Regions from separate parts of the Zea mays genome. Here region 2 is linked to region 1. The links are chromatin contacts, called in public Hi-C maps. All regions are on one chromosome and are shown on one strand. Each heading gives the region's core, a stretch centred on a gene start, on an enhancer-like site or on the middle of the called end of the contact. The rest is flanking DNA. Distances are from core to core; before and after follow the strand shown.

Evidence for each region. A called contact is a pair of places that touch in the nucleus more often than the background predicts.
Region 2: a Hi-C map of leaf shows a contact between it and region 1, with 7 times the contacts expected there. The contact joins the promoter of LOC100275628 here to the enhancer-like site in region 1. A contact is called at or near these places in 2 of 25 Hi-C or Micro-C datasets (ear and leaf).

Annotation. Positions count from the first base shown.
Region 1 is chr1:304,817,453-304,821,889 of Zm-B73-REFERENCE-NAM-5.0, reverse strand. LOC100272250 (putative protein kinase superfamily protein) reads right to left here. Exons shown (of 18, transcript NM_001146745.1): 18 at 3,990-4,359. The coding sequence ends at 4,269. Among protein-coding and RNA genes, the nearest start is that of LOC100272250, 7.9 kb to the right of the region's middle. Within about 2 kb of position 2,554, at least 18 of the 20 cell types and tissues checked have an H3K27ac peak or open chromatin away from gene starts, as enhancers often do. A contact at or near this core is called in ear and leaf, where this site is marked.
Region 2 is chr1:304,921,698-304,926,134 of Zm-B73-REFERENCE-NAM-5.0, reverse strand. It overlaps LOC100275628 (Arginine decarboxylase), which reads left to right and starts at 1,946. Exons shown (of 3, transcript NR_158547.1): 1 at 1,946-2,058; 2 at 2,866-4,437.

The DNA.
Region 1 (4,437 bases), core at 1,305-3,804:
TAACTCCTTGTCTGCAGCCACATTCAAAGGTGTGTTTAAGATATGTAGATGAGGTATTTAAGAGACATGCATGACCCAAAAGGAGGACACCCCCTAAATGTTAATCCTTACTATTTAATCCTGAAGGTTGTAATTGTCGTGAAGATAATCAATGGACTCTTTTTTCCATTTTTGATTTTTCTAAAGTTTCTCATATATGGGTTTTAACAAGACAACAAGTATAATGCATGGAGTGATATTATGCACCCTTTCTATAGTTGTCCACTAAGTTAGTTGTGGTATTCATTCAAGGAGTGCTAAGAAACTCTATGAAGCGTTATGTGGGGTTAATATTAAATATACTCCTGAAGGGATCTATCCGTTTATATGTAATAAATATGCACCTCCTTATAACGAATACTACCATGAGAAGAGAAAAGATATGTCATTATTATCTTCTATCTCTATATTTACACAGATAAATAGGTGTTGGGGTCTTTTTTTCGTCGAAGTTCCTCTAAACAAAAACACCTTCGACAGGACGATATGCAAGCAGACATAACACGAAGGTATATGCCAAAGCTACAATCCAGGGAGCTTCGGCATGATGACACGCCTTGAGATGAAGGGCGACACCGACTTAAAGAGGAAAAGTTTGTTCAGTTCATGATAATTTGTGTCATGTTTACGCTGATTGGTAATCATCTGCACATCGCTCTTGGATTTTTACCTTCTATCAAGCCGAAGGTACAAATGTAATCAATATCATTAATGTTTGTTCATGATTAAATAATAAGAACATAAATAATAATATGATGATTTAATGTGATTATTCCATGTTCTTTTCATGTTTCATATGTTTCTACTTTCATTATTACCTATTGAGATGATGAAAATATGTCCTTCATAACCTTCGTCTGAAGATTATTATATCCCGAGGGAGATAATGCTTCGAAGAACGAAGGTTTTTAACTATTAACATTTGTGTTGTCTTGTTCTTAACCCATAGCATTGAGAACAAGTCTCAACAATAGGTATTTTAAAATCCTTCTGTTTCAAATTATAACCCATTTGACATTTTCAACCTTAAATTTGATCACTCATCTTATTAAAAAATATAAAATGAAAAAAAGTTAAGTTATATGTAAAGTATATTTGATAATAAATGCAAAATAGATTTTTTGTTATTTCATAAATTTTTGAATAAGACAAACTGTTAAAGTTAAGATTTAAAAAGTCAAATAAATTATAAATTAGGATAGAGGAATTATCTTTCTTGCGCCGCTGCTACTGACCGTAGAGTTCGGGTCATAGATTTAGAAAGCTGTGATGACAACGCCGACGGTACTCAGTAGCATCTTCGCCTAGCTGTGCCACCCAAGTGCCAGCCAGCGAGCGAGGCTGTCCTCGCCTTCTCCGATCGTTCTTGCTCTTGCTCGGAGCCTCTTGGCTCTGGAAACCGGCCCGCCGAGCAAGCTCAACAGTGCAACGGAGACAGACCAGACCACACCACACCACACCAACGACGGTTGCGTGCCCGTCGGCCTCCGCACATAGAGGAATGGGGGCCGCCGCCGCCGCACAGGCATGTTTATTGAGCGTGATGGACCTAGCAGTCAGCGAGCTCGTGCTACTGCGACATCCTCTGGTGTTTGGTTCGCCGTGGCTAATGTTTAATCCATATATTTTATTTTATTTTAGTATCTAAATTGCTAAATATGTTAGTTTCTGTATTTTACAATTTAGATATTAAAATATAATAAAATGAATGAACTTAGATTAGTCTCTAAAAACCAAACATCCCTTAGGCTACGAGTACATTTTCTAAAACTTTTCTGAGAATCTCGATTCATAGATAGTCTAGCTGTCATGAAAAATCTAAATATCTTGAAATTTACAGGCGGGACAGATAAAGGAGTCTATAGGGTTTAGGATTTAGGAAGTGATGAATTCCTCTCATCACGACGACTCGATAGATTCTACATTTACATTGATTTGTTGTGTTTAATAAACCGAGAAGCGGAATGTTTGACTGACAGAATCGAGAGTCCAACGATCAAAACATGATTTTAAGCTAAAACAAACACCCTTGTGTCTAGAGATGATCAAACGGGCTGCTCAGTCCGGCCCAGTGAACCCTGGCCCGTTTAGGGCCTGGCCCGCTAGACACGGTTAGGAAATTAGGCCGGACCGTCTAAGCTCGTGGGCTCGTTTCCCTGTCCAAGTCCAGCCGATTGCGGGTCTAAACGGGCCGGGCCAGCCTGTTAAGCACGAAAAAACCGGGCCATAATAGGCTAAACGGTCCGGTAAGTACAGTTTAGTTCAAAAATCAGATTTAATAGGTTTAGAGGTAAACGGATCGTGTCAGGCTAGCCTACCGTACTTAGTTTCTATTTAAATCCAGTCTGCTTATTCGTGTCGGTCCAGCCTAGTCCCCTATAAAAACGGGCCGTACCTACGTATGAGGCTAAAAAACATGCTTCAGGATGGACTTTTGTATACATCTATACTTGTGTCCAGCGGTTCGCGGATCTGCATGTGCATCGCACGTGCCACGACGTTTGTTTGCACAATGAAAAAAGTGAACGCGTATAGCAGCTCGCGGATGCGCATACGGATCATCTCCCGGCTCCCGCGGAGTAGAGAGAACGCGCAAAAAAATACGTGACCGAGCCGACAGCATCCACGTCGTCGCGCAAAATGCAAATGCAATTTTTTTTTGCATGCTGTTGCACTATAGGCCTATTTATTCAGTTTTTTTTTTCTAATGAGCTTTTCTAAGAATCCGAATATAAAGAGAATCTGACTAAATAGATAATTTTTTGTCAAAGGGGTTTGATTTCTAAATGCGCAAAGTGAGCTTTTCTAAATGCGGAGTAGAGAGAATTCGGAATAAATAATATTCTAGATTTTTTGTTGAACAAGATAAGTGGTCAAAATTTTCAAAAAAAAAATCAACGACGTCATATGTACTATGGCCCTGTTTGGTTTTTTTAGTCATTAGACTAAATTTTAATGACTAAAGTTTAGTCCCTAAAGTACCCTGTTTGGTTTCAATGACTAAACCGGACTAAAGAACATTAATTGCTATGAATAATGACTGTTTTACCCCTATTAATTAATGAATGTTTGCTATAAGAAGAAAGTAGAGAGGACAAATAAGGTAAAAATACTACTTTAGCCACTTTTAATTACCCCTTGGTGACTAAAGAACTAAAATTTAGTCACTCCACTTTAGTCACCATGTTTAATTGTTTAGGGACTAATAGTGACTAAATTTTAGTCACCTCAAACCAAACAGGGCCTATGTAGGATTGATTTCTCGTGCTACTATTAGTGCTAGGCGGTACGCGCCCTTTTACTAACTCTCAAAGGGGTTGACTAGTCTCTAAGACGTCGCACTACTTACATTACAAAATTTAAGGGAGTGTTTAGTAGTGAAGTTTTGTTTACAGTTTTAAAAAATATTGTAGTATTTTTGAATACTATAGTATTATATACAAAATGGTATTTGATAAGCTAGCTAAGAGCAACTTGAACAAATGACCAAAACTAATCCCAAAGGTATTTTAAGGGCGAAAACTCATCTCACGACGCCATTCTCCCCTGACGCGCTTTTTTCTTGTTTGTTGCTGGACACTGGATGAAGGCGTTTGCACAAAACCAAGAACAGCAGTGCGTACGTACTGGCCCAGTACAACATCTATTGGCCCATGTCCCTTTTAAATCTTTCTAGGGACAAGTTTTTAGTCTGCTGTGAGATAACATATTTTTAGGATTAGTTTAGCAACTCTATTTTTGTAAATAATTATCATTTTCTCAAAAGAAAATGAAATAATTTTATATGAGAAAATAAAAAACTTTTAGAAAAATAGGGTTGTCAAACTAGCTCTAAATGGATTTTATTTTCCAACTATGCTGATAAAGATTTTAGGAACAAATTTTGTGCTCTTTTGGAGCTGCTCTAAAATCTTTGTTTTTAAAACTGAAGTATTGCAAATACTGTATCTGTTTTAAAGTTTTCTAAAATCAAAGCAGCCGGCGTACAAACAAAATTGTTTGTTTTTGGGAGAGAGATTATCATGCATGCCGTTATTTACATAGGAGTGGTGTGGAATATGAACAGACGATTAAAAAAAAAGAGGTACTCTAGAAAGAAAGAAGCTCAAGAGCTACGAACGAACTGTATATACATTTCCTCTACTGGCAACACTTTATTCAAGATAGTGTGTATACAGCGAGAAGCTGGACGTATCAAGAATCGTATGAATCTGTTAATCCTGTCTCCGTCAGAAGAAATTCACCTGCCGGATAGGTGCTAACGAACGGTTCTCCAACAGGTTCGACTGCAAGAACGGAGAGCCAGAAAATGCGCCTTGGCTGCAGACACACGGACGCGGTGCTTGTTATACTGTATTGCACAATACAGGATTCTTCCTCTATATACTTTGAGGGGGA
Region 2 (4,437 bases), core at 697-3,196, 100 kb before region 1:
ACTATCTTAAGGTGGTCGAGCTCCTTGGCTATACACTGTATTTCATGAGCTTGCTATACAATAGAGCGATTATCAGCCATCTTATAATCATGAAAGCTCTTCATGATATACAGGTCACTGCCAGCATCTGATGCACCATACTTAGTAGTAAGTGCATCCCACAACTCTTTCCCGTCTGTGTGCTGAATATTCGCATCAAGCAGACGATCAAGAAGGGCGCTAAGAACGGCTCCCGTAAAGATAGTATTGGCATGGTCGTACTCTTTCTCCTGTTCAGGAGTCTGTGGACCCTCAGGTTTGCCTTTACTAACATGGAAGACATTCATAGCAGTAAGCCAGAGCGTAGCCTTGACTTGCCATCTCTTAAAGTGCATACCATTGAACTTTTCTGGCTTCAGCGTGTCGGCAAAAGCATTCATAGAAAAACTAGAAAATTGTCTACAATAAGGTTTTTGGATTGTTGAGTAATTAGACAAATTCCAGATTAAATTCTGAATATAAATCATAAACAAATGAGAAGAACTGAAGTAAAAAGTCAAATCAGATGGTGCGTACTGATCAGACATACTGGTTGATGGCGTGGGCCGGAATCAGCAGGGTCAAGCAGTCGCGTGGGGACGCTTCCCAAAAACCTTATTCGCCCTCTCCCAGTGCAGGATCTAGAAGACAAAGGGTTCTGGAGACCTACTCTCCTGATCGCAGATGCACGTCTGCGGTCGGGATGAAGAGAACTGGAAGGCGGCTCAGCTGTGAAGAGAGGCGAAAGCGAAAACTGGGATGAATTGGATGCTGGCTGCCAGGCGCCTTTTATAGGGCCGAGTCCGCGACCAGATAGCTCTCTTCAATCTTATCCGCCCGCGAAAATCTCGCGTTCAGTTAGGATTCTAAACTTAACAGCCAAGCAACCAAAAATTCAAACGGCAAAAGGAGGTCGCGCCCCCACAAAGCGAGGGGCCGGATTTTGGCAAACCATTCACGCGCATGTCGTGCGCCCGCGCCCTTCGCCCCGCCTAGGCGAGCACGCGCGTGTAGCTCTCCACACTCTCTCCTCTCATCCATGACTTGGTGAGTGAGTGTGGCTTCCATATTTAAACTAGCTCTACTCCACTAGAGCTAGCAATATGGTGCTATTGGTTCCACCATTCCCTAGCCATACACTTAAATGGGCTTTTGAGATTTTCCTGAGATTTATTTGAATTTCTCAATTGGGTCTAGCTCATAAATCCTAACACAATGTACCAATGATCATCATTAAGTAGGACATACCCATCCTCTTTACAAGGATGGTTTGTGCAATTGTTTGAACAAGGTTAGTGCACGCATTTGAGTCATACGCCAAATAAAAAAATAGAGGAACCGCATTGCCAAACGATTTGCAAACAAAAAAACAGTGACTCTTGTGGAGAAGCTGCTCCTATAGAGGAGTCAGAACTAAAGCCATTTTTAAATGAGTCAGAGCAGTATCAATGAGGCTAAACATACCAAATTAAGCTGCCAGCCAGTAATCTGTTCTTGGCAAACTAGTCGAGATGAAATAACAAAGACCGTCAGACAACGTGTAGTAGCAACTAATCCATGGAGTTAATGTACGGAACTGAGCTAAAAACGTGCTGTAGATTATAGATTAAACATATAATATGAGGATCTATAGAATTATTTTTTATTTTTCAGTTTCTATTAATTTAAGACAAATTATATTTATTTTGTTTAAAAATATAAAATATTGATTTTTAAACCAAATAGCTTAATCCATCATACATATATATTCTAATTCATTTAAAATAAAAGAATCCAAACGGCCGTTCCGTTCACTGAATTCTCCACTTCCAACGGAAACATGGGCTCTAGAATTCCATAAAGTTGGGCCGGGCCAAGTTTGCATCGATCAGGGAACGTTATCCCCAGCTGCCCAGCACCACAATCGGGTCCCCTTCCCCTCCGTCCAGCTCGCCGTCTGAGGGAAGCAGGGCGCAGCAGTCACCAGTGACCAGTCATGGCTCGCTGCGTTGCCGGCAGCTGCCCTCCCGTCACCTTCGCGTGTTGCCCCCGCCGGACTGGGTAAATGTCCTCCTGCTCAGAACCGGCTCTGCACCTGGCTGCCATTGCCTTCGTCCTCATGAATGATTTTAGTAGTTTATTCTGGAACCCGCCAGTTCTTGTTCGTTCCCAGTACTCTAGATTTTCAGTGGGGTTTCGTGGTGATGCGCGGTGGTGTTTCCGTTCCGCGTGTCCAACTCTAGAATCGGTGGTTTCGGGGAGCGTCCTTGAAGTTGAAGGATTGCCGACGGAACTCCCACAACTTGTTTGTGGAATTGCTCTGAAGCTGTCCTTAGATTGTGAACCACCAAAGCACCTCGAGTTCGTGGGTTTACTGTTCCTATTATGGATTTTTGATTGTGTCAATCGGAGAGCTAATAACGAATTTGGCCATTTAACTTTTAAGTGTGGCCCCAAACTATACGGGTACCTTCACATTCTCTCCTGAAGCTATGACTGCCGTTCCAATCTCATTGAGTGTATGCTGTGTCTGTGTTCAGTTTTAGTGCGTGAATGGTGACACTTTACAGTAGATTTATTTCATTAGTATCTTATTCCCCCTTTGAACACAAATTTTATTTAACATATGCTCTTTAGTTTGTCTGCAAGAATGATTACGTCTCGTTCACTTGTAAATATAAGCAGAGCTCCTGCCATTCGCGTTTTAAAAAAAGTTTCTCTGCAAGAATATCCCATGACTAGAATATGAATATCTTCTTAGTATCATTAACTCTGGAAAATGAACATAAACTTATTTTTATGTTCATTTGAACTATTTATTGTGTTCTATGTGACTATAAAATTTCCTGCCTCCTAGGAGTCTTCCAGACGAAGTGCTGTTGTTCAGTGTGGCACTGCATCGAGCACACCAGCAATATCTGGAACTGGACCTTCATCATCTGGATCCTCGGGGCTTGTTCAAGATTGTACTGCCCCTCTGGTCTGTGCACTGCAATTAACTGCCAGACAAGATGTTTCCTGCTTTCACTTCCCAGGACACAACAGAGGAAAAGCTGCTCCATCTTCCTTGTCGAAACTCATTGGCTCAGGGGCATTTCTGCATGACTTGCCCGAGCTACCCGAGCTCGATGATCTCTTCTCCCCAAAAGGTGTGATTCTAGATGCCCAGAGGCGAGCAGCTCAACTGTTTGGGTCATCTAAAACTTGGTTCCTTGTCAACGGAACGACCTGTGGAATCCAGGCCTCAGTGATGGCTACCTGTTCTCCTGGCGACTACCTCATTGTGCCACGGAACTGCCACCTTTCAGTGATCTCTGCGCTGGTCTTGTCTGGTGTGGTGCCTAAATACATAATACCAGAATATAATTCTGGGTGGGACATTGCTGGTGGTATCACCCCGCTGCAGCTGGATGAAGCAGTAAAAGAGCTGGAGGAGGATGGGAAGAGGGTAGGCGCTGTTCTTGTTACTTCACCCACCTACCATGGTGTATGCAGCAATGTGCAAGGTATTGTCAGTGTTTGTCATCCACGAGGCATTCCGGTTATAGTTGATGAAGCGCATGGTGCACATTTCAGGTTCCATGACAGTTTGCCAAGCACTGCAATTGAGCAAGGTGCTGACCTAGCTGTGCAATCCACACACAAGGTCCTGTGCTCCCTTACACAGTCTTCAATGCTTCACATGTCTGGAGATCTTGTCGATGTAGATAAAGTAAGCCAGTGCCTTCAGCTCCTCCAGAGCTCGAGCCCGAGTTACCTTCTACTGTCATCTTTAGATGCCGCGAGAGATCAGCTGAGCCAGAACACAAATATATTTGATGAGCCATTAGCTATAGCATCGGAAACAAAAGACCTGCTGGCGAGAATCCCTGGGATATCTGTTCTAGACTTACCATGCTTTGCTTCTGATTTCCCTGCCATTGATCCGTTGCGCATCACACTCAGTGCCTCAGATCTGCAATTATCGGGATACGAAGCCGATGACATTTTATATGAAGGCCATCAAATCGTATCTGAGCTTGTTGGCACAAGGGCCGTGACATTTGCAGTCAACTTAGGAACCAGAGTGCAGGACGCTGAGAAGCTTGTGCAGTCTGCAAAGCATCTATCAGAAAAACATTTCTTTGCAAATAGCCTGAAACCCGTGAAGGAGAATCGTGTGCATGGCCCATTAGAGAATATCTCTGTGCATCTGAGTCCAAGAGAGGCCTTCTTTACAGAGAAGAGGAGAGTGAAAATCGAGGACAGCCTTGGTGAAATCTGTGGTGAGCTAATATGCCCGTATCCACCTGGTATCCCAGTTCTGATTCCAGGCGAGGTAGTAACCCATGATTCACTGTCCTACTTGATGAGCGTTAGACACCAAGGCATCACGATCAGTGGAGCGGCTGATGCTGAGCTAAATTCCATTCTGGTGTGCGACTTATGATGATTGCCCTA